2 separate regions of the Ovis aries genome follow, and region 2 is linked to region 1. A link is a contact called in public Hi-C data. All regions are on one chromosome and are shown on one strand. Each heading gives the region's core, a stretch centred on a gene start, on an enhancer-like site or on the middle of the called end of the contact. The rest is flanking DNA. Distances are from core to core; before and after follow the strand shown.

Evidence for each region. Hi-C and Micro-C count contacts between places; a contact is called where the count stands out from the background.
Region 2: a contact with region 1 is called in a Hi-C map of muscle, with 2.4 times the contacts expected there. The contact joins the promoter of SKAP2 here to the promoter of HOXA1 in region 1. A contact is called at or near these places in 2 of 16 Hi-C or Micro-C datasets (muscle and skin fibroblasts).

The regions. Positions count from the first base shown.
Region 1 is chr4:70,524,207-70,529,621 of ARS-UI_Ramb_v3.0, forward strand. HOXA1 (homeobox A1) reads left to right here and starts at 1,426. Exons shown (of 2, transcript XM_012176900.5): 1 at 1,426-2,452; 2 at 2,918-4,435. The coding sequence starts at 1,807. The coding sequence ends at 3,273. LOC105606593 (a long non-coding RNA gene) reads right to left here and starts at 1,487. Exons shown (of 2, transcript XR_001039955.4): 1 at 1,336-1,487.
Region 2 is chr4:70,713,966-70,719,448 of ARS-UI_Ramb_v3.0, forward strand. It overlaps SKAP2 (src kinase associated phosphoprotein 2), which reads left to right and starts at 3,343. Exons shown (of 13, transcript XM_015095341.4): 1 at 3,343-3,568. The coding sequence starts at 3,502.

The sequences.
Region 1 (5,415 bases), core at 176-2,675:
TTTAACCGGGAAGGGAAAGCTGGAGGGGAGTGGGAACCCCAAAGTCACACACAATCAGATAAATTTGATCCGTTGGATCCCCATATGGTGAACATGGTCAGAGTCAAATCTGTACAGCATTGGCTGCAAAATTCTTGTATGATGTCTGGACTTCTTTTACCTAAGAATGCATCAATTCTTGGCTTCTGTTTGGCCTTTTCTCTCTACAAGCCAAAGGCTGACACAAGGCCTAATAGTAAAGAGCAGTTAACGACCCCGTGGGCATCGGGGTAAGAGGAAGGTGATGGAGAACAGGAACGCTGTCCTGGGATGACGCTCAGATTTGCACGTGTCTCTCTAGGGGTAGACTTGCAGGTTTACACAAGGAACTACACAGTCAGTTACAAAAGGGAGGAGGTGTTGCTGGGGAAGAAGAGAATGTCCTGTCCACCATCAGCCATCTGTCCCCCGCCCCTCCCACCTGCCAGCTCCCACCCCTACTTGAATGGGAGGGTGTAGATAAAAGAGACTCTACCACTTCTAACGTCCCCCTCCAGAAAACAAGAAACCTTGCGGGGGTGGGTGGGGGTGGGGAAGAGGAGTTCATCGTACTTCGCCGGAGCTGTGGTCTCACCCTTTGAGGCCCGGATGGGAGCCTGCAGGCTCCTTGTTCCTAGGGAGCCGGCAGATGGCCTGCAGCGCAGGGCCCGGCCCCCACGCTGGCCACGTCCGCTATCGTCATCTCTCTCTCCCCTCCTCCTAGCCCTCAAAATCCAGCGGCGGAGTTGCTCCCCGTAGGGCTCCCGGAGCAAAGCTAAGTGGGGAGGAGAAAGGGGCGGAGAGCGAGGAGAGAGGGAGGGCGAAGAGCCGGGCCACCCCTAGCCTTGGCCAGCAAGCCTAGCTCCCAAGGCTCACCCTCTCTCCCGGGCGTCGAATTACAGAAGCTCCCGGTTGCCACACTAATAGCCAGAGGGTGGGGAGGATGGGGAGGTGTGTGTGCGGCGGGGGGGTGGGGGAGGCGGCGGGGGAGGCGGGAGGAAAGGAGGCTTCAGGACTCTCCTTGAGGAAGGGAAGTTTCCTTTCTTGCCCTCGTTCCCTCCACGCCCACTTGGGTTCCTCCGAACCAGCCCTCTGCGTACTTTCCTCCCGACTTTGGAGACCTGGTGGCCTAACCATGTCCTACGCCACCGTTCTCGGTCCTCCTCAAGGAACCATAGGAGGGACGGAAGCCGGGAAAGCGACCCTTTCAGTTCCTGGCTTTCCGGGCTCGGCCAGTGTGCTAGTGGCCGCCCAGCGAGCTCCTCCTCCCCACTGATTCCCAGCCCGAGAGACCGCGGAGCCCTTCGTGCTTCTCACCTTTTGCCAATTAATCTTTCTGGGCGCGGTGGGGAGGGGGGCGGTGACGGGGGATGCCTTCCAGCCCCCACCTCCCGGAGGGGGGAGGGCGATTGGAGTTGGCGCGCGCAGAAAGCAGCTTCTGCTCCCCTTCGCCTTAGCGCTCCGCTTCTGCCCCTGCGGCCGTCGCAGCTGCTGCTGCCGCCCAGGCTGCCTGGGGGGGCGACTGCGCGTCACCTAGACTGGGGAGCGCCGGGGATTTAAATGCCACTGAAACGGTGATCCATCACTGCAGGAGCCAACAAACTTTCTCAGGAGGCTCCGCCATTGGCTGATAGAATCACGTGCCCCTCCCGTAGCGCCCTCCGCCCTCCCGCCCCCCCTCTTGCGCACTGTACATTCATATCATTTTTCTTCTTGGGCCCCATGGAGGAAGTGAGAAAGTTGGCACGGTCACCCAGGACTTCGCAGGACCCGGTCACTCAGTGACAGATGGACAATGCAAGAATGAGCTCCTTCCTGGAATACCCCATCCTCAGCGGTGGCGACTCGGGGACCTGCTCAGCGCGAGCCTACCCCTCCGACCACGGAATTACAACTTTCCAGTCGTGCGCGGTCAGTGCCAACAGCTGTGGCAGCGACGACCGCTTCCTAGTGGGCAGGGGGGTGCAGATCAGCCCGCCCCACCACCACCACCACCATCACCACCCCCAGCCGACAACCTATCAGACTTCTGGGAACCTGGGAGTGTCCTACTCCCACTCGAGTTGTGGTCCAAGCTACGGCGCGCAGAACTTCGGCGCGCCTTACAGCCCTTACACGTTAAATCAGGAAGCAGAAGTAAGTGGTGGGTACCCCTCGTGCGCTCCCGCTGTTTACTCTGGAAACCTCTCATCTCCCATGGTCCAGCATCAGCACCACCACCAGGGTTATGCCGGGGGCGCGGTGGGCTCGCCTCAGTACATTCACCACTCATATGGACAAGAGCACCAGAGCCTGGCCCTGGCCACGTATAATAACTCCTTGTCCCCTCTCCACGCCAGCCACCAAGAAGCCTGTCGCTCCCCTGCGTCAGAGACCTCTTCTCCAGCACAGACCTTTGACTGGATGAAAGTCAAAAGAAACCCTCCCAAAACAGGTCAGTCTTGCCATTCCATGAATGCTCCTTTATGATTCTGGAAGGAGCTGGTATGCTTAGTTTCCATGAAAAATTAATCTTTTTTTTTTTTTTTCTTCTTAAGAAAAGTTCTTGCCTCCCACTTCTGTTATAGGGTGTGGAGAGATTCCCCAGGTGCTTTGGGGGCAGAGGAGCATCTGGGACTGTTGTTTCCAAAGGGGCTGAATTTTAGAGGTTTAGGAAGTGGGTAGGTGTGTGTGTGTGTGGAGAGCATTCTGTTAATATCTCCAGGCTCCATTAATCATGGTCTGACCATGCTAATGGTTGACTTCAGTTCAACACCTTACACCTCATCACTCACCCTCCCAAGCCCGGATTAGGTTGAGAAAGTCTTGATTCTCCCTTTTACCTGAAGGTTGCTCTGAAGCGTGTAGGGAATCTGATATGATTATAAACATTTTTACCTTTTCCTCTCATTGCCCCCAGGGAAAATTGGAGAGTATGGCTACGTGGGTCAGCCCAATGCGGTGCGCACCAACTTCACCACTAAGCAGCTCACGGAGCTGGAGAAGGAGTTTCACTTTAACAAGTACCTGACACGCGCCCGCAGGGTGGAAATTGCCGCGTCCCTGCAGCTCAATGAGACCCAGGTGAAGATCTGGTTCCAGAACCGCCGAATGAAGCAGAAGAAACGAGAGAAGGAGGGTCTCTTGCCCATCTCTCCAGCCACTCCGACGGGAAGCGAGGAGAAGGCTGAGGAATCCTCAGAGAAGTCCAGCTCCTCGCCCTGCGTTCCTTCCCCGGGTTCTTCTACCTCAGACACTCTACCTACCTCCCACTGAGGCTGCCCCAGCCCCACTCAGCAGCCAGGGCTACTCCTCACACTGGGACTTCTTACCCAAAGCACATTCTTAGCTTATCTTCTTTCCATTTACAATCTCTCTCTCTTCCTTTCTGATCCTATCTGGGGAACTCCTGGCTGGGGATAATGTGTTTCCAGAGAATTCTAGATGAGAGACTTGATGTGGGGGTGGGGGGAAAGGGGTGTTAGCTCCCTAATGCAGCTTGAGCGCCAGCATCAATTTTCTGATGGCCCCTAACACCCCTACTTTTAAGAGATTTCGAATGAACCTACTGCTCCTTTCAGATGCCCTTTGGAAAATAGTCTCCTTTGCCAGCAGAAATATATCAGAGGGAGGCCTCTCATCTTTTATCTATCTGTATATTTACAGTTCTCTCCTACTTTGCCCTGAAAGTAGGCTGGAGAGAGAGGAGAGTCCAAGAGCTCATGAGGAAGAGATTCTCTATGAGCGTGTTTACACGATTAATTCATCCCTTAATTTAATTCCATGTGTGTGAGTTTGCTGGTTGTAAATACTTTGTCCTGAAAGATTTATCTTTATACAGATTTTCTAGAAATGTTTAGATTAATGTTTAGATTAAAACAGGATGGGCAAACTCTCAAAGCTGGTACAACTTTGTGATTATAGGTTAAAGAATAAAAGTTCTCACTTAAAATCAATCAGATGCCTTAGAAGGTAGTCTCAGTTTGTTCCTTCAGTGAGTTAAGAAGGCCTGCAGAATACAGGGGTCAGAAACCTTGCTTCCTGGGCTAAATCTCTCCCCATCCCCAACCCTTTCTTGTTTCTCTGGCCACACTCTATTTAAAATTTGTGCTGGGTTATCTGGGACCTAAAAGTATTATTCAAACCAGCTTCTTCCTTCCACAGTTATCTTAGCTGGATATGATGTATTTTCAGCTCAGTTGTTAATGTGATGGATGGCACAATGAATGTATATTTTGTGTGATTCGTGAATAGTCTTTTGCATGTCGCACAACGTTTTGGTGTCCCTGAAGTACCACACTGAGTTCTATCAGTTATCCTTTTGTGATATTTCCCATTTCCTGTACAATCATGAACAGCTCTGGGATCCTGGGGTGGTGTGATCCAGAGCAGAGTTTACGGGTCTTAAGATGTCTGTAATAAATATATTCAAGTTTGAGATATGCTTCAGCATGGCTACAATTTGCTGGTTTCTCCAAAGTTGGCTCATTTCATGTGGGGAAAGGGAGAAGCGTGGTGGTGTGTATTTTCAAAGAGGTGGGCCTTTTCTTGAAAAAAACGTAAAAGCTTTTCATCTTGTAGCTGAAGCTTCCCTTATGAGTGTAATTGCACCTAACACTGTCTATGGAATAGGTTGGTTTTGTCTAAAAGAGCAGCAGTTGCTATATTATAATCAAGTTTATCATGGAAAAAAAAAGAATGGTGAAGAAATTTATGAAGCAGATCTATTTTTGAAACAAACATGGATACTTCCTGGGTCAAGTGCTAACCTTTTCACCTCCAACTCAATGTTGACATATATATAAACAGAATCTCCTTCAAAAGCTGAAACTCTTCAGTCAGTCTTTCCTCACATCAGTGAACCAAGAGATTCACATGTAATTAGCTCCAGTATAAAGCTGTTTGTGGATGAGGTCCCCACCCCACCCCTCTTCCTTCTTTTTGGGTTGTCAGTGTGCCAAAATATTCCACTGTTTAAACTCAGTGTGGTCTGTGCTGAGTAAACCCTGCGTCCCTCTTCCAGTTCCTCCTGTCAATATCCACTCCTTCCTGTCACTTTTTAAACCCCTGCTCCCAATTCCTTCTGGGTTACACATCTCATTCCCATCAGATTCAGCTTTGATTTCACAGCCCTCATGGCTTTAAAGGGTCTACCGCTCTAATTTCATGCCATATAACTCAGAAAAAAAATTAATTTTCTCTAGGTTCAACAGGTTCTTCCAGGTGAACTTGTGGAAGCTGCCCTGAAGTTGGTCAATATTCAAGTTGCTTCTGACCAACACTTATATCTGCTGCTCTCAAACAGAGGAAGCCTGCAAAGAGTTCTAAGTGACCCTGCTCCCAGACCTGTTACCACGTTCCCTTTACTTTCACACAGTTTTGGAGGCTGTAATTTAGCCCCAAGAGCAGAGCAGAAAT
Region 2 (5,483 bases), core at 2,093-4,592, 190 kb after region 1:
CAGGCTCTACTACAAAGCCACAGTCATCAAGACAGTATGGTACTGGCACAAAGACAGACATATAGATCAATGGAACAAAATAGAAAGCCCAGAGATAAATCCACACACATATGGACACCTTATCTTTGACAAAGGAGGCAAGAATATACAATGGAGTAAAGACAATCTCTTTAACAAGTGGTGCTGGGAAAACTGGTCAACCACTTGTAAAAGAATGAAACTAGATCACTTTCTAACACCGCACACAAAAATAAACTCAAAATGGATTAAAGATCTAAATGTAAGATCAGAAACTATAAAACTCCTAGAGGAGAACATAGGCAAAACACTCTCAGACATAAATCACAGCAGGATCCTCTATGATCCACCTCCCAGAATTCTGGAAATAAAAGCAAAAATAAACAAATGGGATCTAATTAAAATTAAAAGCTTCTGCACAACAAAGGAAACTATAAGCAAGGTGAAAAGACAGCCTTCTGAATGGGAGAAAATAATAGCAAATGAAGCAACTGACAAACAACTAATCTCAAAAATATACAAGCAACTTATGCAGCTCAATTCCAGAAAAATAAACGACCCAATCAAAAAATGGGCCAAAGAACTAAATAGACATTTCTCCAAAGAAGACATACGGATGGCTAACAAACACATGAAAAGATGCTCAACATCACTCATTATTAGAGAAATGCAAATCAAAACCACAATGAGGTACCACTTCACACCAGTCAGAATGGCTGCGATCCAAAAATCTGCAAGCAATAAATGCTGGAGAGGGTGTGGAGAAAAGGGAACCCTCCTACACTGTTGGTGGGAATGCAAACTAGTACAGCCACTATGGAGAACGGTGTGGAGATTCCTTAAAAAATTGCAAATAGAACTACCTTATGACCCAGCAATCCCACTTCTGGGCATACACACCGAGGAAACCAGAATTGAAAGAGACACATGTACCCCAATGTTCATCGCAGCACTGTTTATCATAGCCAGGACATGGAAACAACCTAGATGTCCATCAGCAGATGAATGGATAAGAAAGCTGTGGTACATATACACAATGGAGTATTACTCAGCCGTTAAAAAGAATTCATTTGAATCAGTTCTGATGAGATGGATGAAACTGGAGCCGATTATACAGAGTGAAGTCAGCCAGAAAGAAAAACACCAATACAGTATACTAACACATATATATGGAATTTAGGAAGATGGCAATGACGACCCTGTATGCAAGACAGGGAAAGAGACACAGATGTGTATAACGGACTTTTGGACTCAGAGGGAGAGGGAGAGGGTGGGATGATTTGGGAGAATGACATTCTAACATGTATACTATCATGTGAATTGAATCGCCAGTCTATGTCTGACGCAGGATGCAGCATGCTTGGGGCTGGTGCATGGGGATGACCCAGAAAGTTGTTATGGGGAGGGAGGTGGGAGGGGGGTTCATGTTTGGGAATGCATGTAAGAATTAAAGATTTTAAAATTTAAAAAATAAAAAACTAAAATTAAAAAAAAAATAAAATAAAAAAATAAAAAACACACACACACACACACACAAAAAATTCTCAATTCTTTGAAGTTGGAGGACTTATGTTGTAAAATAACTTTTTATCCACTTTTACCTCCACCAAAAAGAATTCTGATTTTCAACAGTTTTTCTATAATTCATCACAGTTCTGAATAGGAATTTCAGGTTCCATTTTGGGGTGTCTTTGTTATTTTGCATGTTATACTACAATTCTAAAGTTTTTGTGTTGGTTTTTGTTTTGAGAGAACTCCAAAATGTTTTAATTTTTCCTTTTACAGTTAGTGTTCTGATAGCTCAGTTGGTAAAGAATCCACCTGCAATGCAGGAGACCCCAGTTCAATTCCTGGGTTGGGAAGATCCCCTGAAGAAGGGAAAGGCTACCCACTCCAGTATTCTGGCCTAGACTATATGGGGTTGCAAAGAGTTGGACAGGACTGAGCAACTTTCACTTTTCACAGTTAGTGTTTGGTGTATTTCTTAGAGAATTATACACAAATGACTTGTATTTGACTACTTTTTATTACTGTGTGAGATTTACTTGGTGTGAAATATTAATAGAGCCATTACTCTGTGTCAGGTTGTGGGTTCCAGGTGCAGATGAAAGGTAAGTTATGACACATTTTGTGTCCTATAGGAGCTCAAAGGTAGTAAAGTGATTCTCAAAATAAAACCTCAGGGTGTATAGTAGCAGAATCACCAACGGGGCTTGTTTAAAATGCAATCAATCAAGTTCCATCCTAAACAGAATCAGAATTTCTGGGAGCGGGACTTTTGAGACTGCATTGTAATAGGTTCTGTCTGTGATTCTAACGCAAACTAAAGTTTAAGGACCATTGATATAGTGAAGGTTGGACGGTAGAGGAATAAACAATTTATATTGCGATTGGAGCCACAATAAAATCTTCCGTTTCCTATCTGAAGAAAAAAAATATTTTTCTTCTACACACACAGACACACACACACAGACACACACACACACACTGTTTTAGAGAAAATCTGTAAGAAGATTTAGAGCTAGAAGACAGTAAGTAGCTGATGATTAAACTCAGTAAGTTTGCTGAGATTATACTCAGTACATATCTGATGATTAAACGATCAGGTTGCAATGAAAACATTTTATAATTCCGTTTTAATGGAATTATAGCAATTTTCTCTTTGATGCTTATAGGTGGACAGTGCTATCTATTTCTGTTTGTAACTAGAACTCTCTGCGCTTCCTAGTACGGGAGATCGGTCACCCTCCAAATCTGAATTACGTAGTGTAAGAGCCAATCGGAGCGCTCTCTGGAGCAGCTCCGGACAGGCCTCTCAGGGAAGACTGGCGGAAGATGGGACTTTGATGCCATCATGCAATCGGACAAAGAAGGCCTCAATAGTTTAGGGCGGTCGAAAATTTCATCTGGGGTGCTGCGCAAAGTGTTAAACCTTGGCGGGACTGATTAAAACCAGAAAGTCTCTCAATCGGAAAACCTGGACGCACCGCAGAGTCCTTATTTTCTGGGACCGTGCAGAAATGGTCAGCACTTGCGCCGCTACCAGTGACCAAAATGGCCGCAAAGCGCTTCGGGCGCGGAATCAGGTGATGCAGCCCCAGTCCGCTCTTTCCCACCAGCCGCTCCTCCCGCTCCACGTAGCGGTGGGTGTGGCCTGCCCTGAGGCTCTTCTCGGAGGCAGGGAAAACCTAGGGATTACACATGCGCAGTTAAGGCCCCTCAGGCCCTTCGGACCCCTTCCCCGCCCCCCGCCCCTCCCACCTCCCCGCCCCGAATTGCCGGGCGGGGCTGGGCCGAGAGTCCAGCAGCTGTGGCTGGGGCTTCAGTGACTTCCTTGTTATGAGCCTCGCCTTGGCAGTGTCCGGACTCTTAGCCCCGCTGTCCTTACCGGGATAGTCCGAGTCTAGATCGCAGCCGCAACCCTAGCGGGTCGGTTCCCCTTTCAGCACAGGTCCTTTCCCCTCACGCCCCGAGCTCCCTAACATGCCCAACCCCAGCAGCACCTCCTCTCCCTACCCCCTCCCCGAGGAAATTAAGAACCTGTTGGCAGGTAAAAAGCGGGAAGGGGGCGGGTAATGTGGCGGGGGCGGGGGCGCGGGGACGGCGAGCCGGCGGGGACAGAAGCATTCGGAGTCTCTACCCTCCCTCCTGGCTCTCTGCACGCCTCCTGCCCAGTGGGAACGGGACTGGGAGTGGGGAAGTGGGATGTGAGAATGGGAGTGGGCGTGTGTGTGGAAATTTGGTGCGAGGATGGTAGGGAAGCCCTTCTTGGTGGGCTTTACTAATGCGATCAGGGTATCGTGAAGATTGTGTGTGTGTGTGCGCGCGCGCGATCAGGGTACCTTGAAGACTGTGTGTGTGTGTCACAGAGAGATGAGGAAGGAGAGAGGTCAAAGAACTAGTTCTTTGGTCCCTTGGCCGATGGAAGAGAAAGAGATTTCTGAGCTACAGAGGTTAGGAGTTAGGGGTTATGGGACCACAGGGTTTGTCATTTCTAAAACTCCCATTTTCTTGAACATTCAGCCCACCCATATTTGAGACTTTAAAAGGGGGCCTGACTCTCAAATGACCACTTGTCTTCAGCCTGAGTAACGTGTTACAACACAAAAGGAAGGATGTGTTAAAGTCCAGCTTCCTGTGACGATGAATGTACAGTATTTCGTATTTGCACCCCCATCTTCCCCTTTTCAGTCTTGAGTGACCGTTTGTAGGAACTTAGGAATTAAAGATGCATTCTTCAAGGCTGTTACAAATCCACTGCTACTTCGTTATCTAATATGGGAGATGTATATTTTCGCTAGGGGCCAATAAAAACATATATTTCTGCACAACGTAGAAAATAAATCCTTTTCTGGGGTAGCAAAAATTTTACCTATCCTGATGCTCTGAAATTCTTCCCGTTATTCACTTTGTCATGTGTACATCAGAATTCTGAATATTGAATTTTGATCTAAAATTTTTAGTTTAAGTATCTTTCAATATTGGTCATGAAAAAGTGGGTTAAAAGTTTCTCTTAGATGCCTATGATACAATTTGCTTATTTTAACTCTTAAAGCAATATTTAAAATGTGGCATTATATGTAGTTACTGTTAGAGCACTGTGAGACTAAATCTCTTAATATGCTGTTAGAGAAAATAAAATTAACAGTGTATGAATGCAGACATGTTTTGTGAACATGATTTCAGTGTTACGATGACTGCATTTGTTGTGGGGTAGTGATTTACTCTAAGAAATGCTTGTTAATGGGTACCATTGTGGGATATACTGAAAGAACCTTAGGGACTGAGTCAAGGCAGCTTTTATTCCATTCTATGAGAGTTTCAAGTGAGTGCTGATTTTATTTTAAGACAGTTAACATGTTTGTTGTTACCATGCTGGGATTCCTTGCTTAGAATATTATTTTACCAGGTTAGAGAACTGTTTATCATAACTCTAAAGAGAGAAGTCACCATTTTCAGGATATTTTAGGTCTGAATTTTTGAGTTTAAGAAGTAAAGCATAGACCCCCTGGATACATGCTTTTAAAGCTTGACAGCTCCACAGTAGACAGTTTGTAATCTGGATCCACAGGCGTAATTTGCAGATAGTATGATATATAGGTTATGAGACTCTATTTTCTGATCCCCATGGATTACAAGTATTTCATGTAGCCCTTACTTGTGTAATTTAATTGAAAGCTCAGGATTAAATAATACTTAAGTTATCTGCCATTGCTAACTTCATATATACTTTAGCCATTTCTCTGCTCTGTAGTCAGATAATACATAATATCTGAAATTAGCATTTCAAAAATAATCTTGACATTTTCAGTATCTCACATTATTGAAGTAAATCACATATTAAAACATGAAATATTAAGAACAACTATTAAAACATTAAACTTCTAGTAGTGACAAACTTGGCTTATACTGTATTTTCAAGAGGTATGGCTATGAGGAAATATAAGTATCTATAATGAGATATA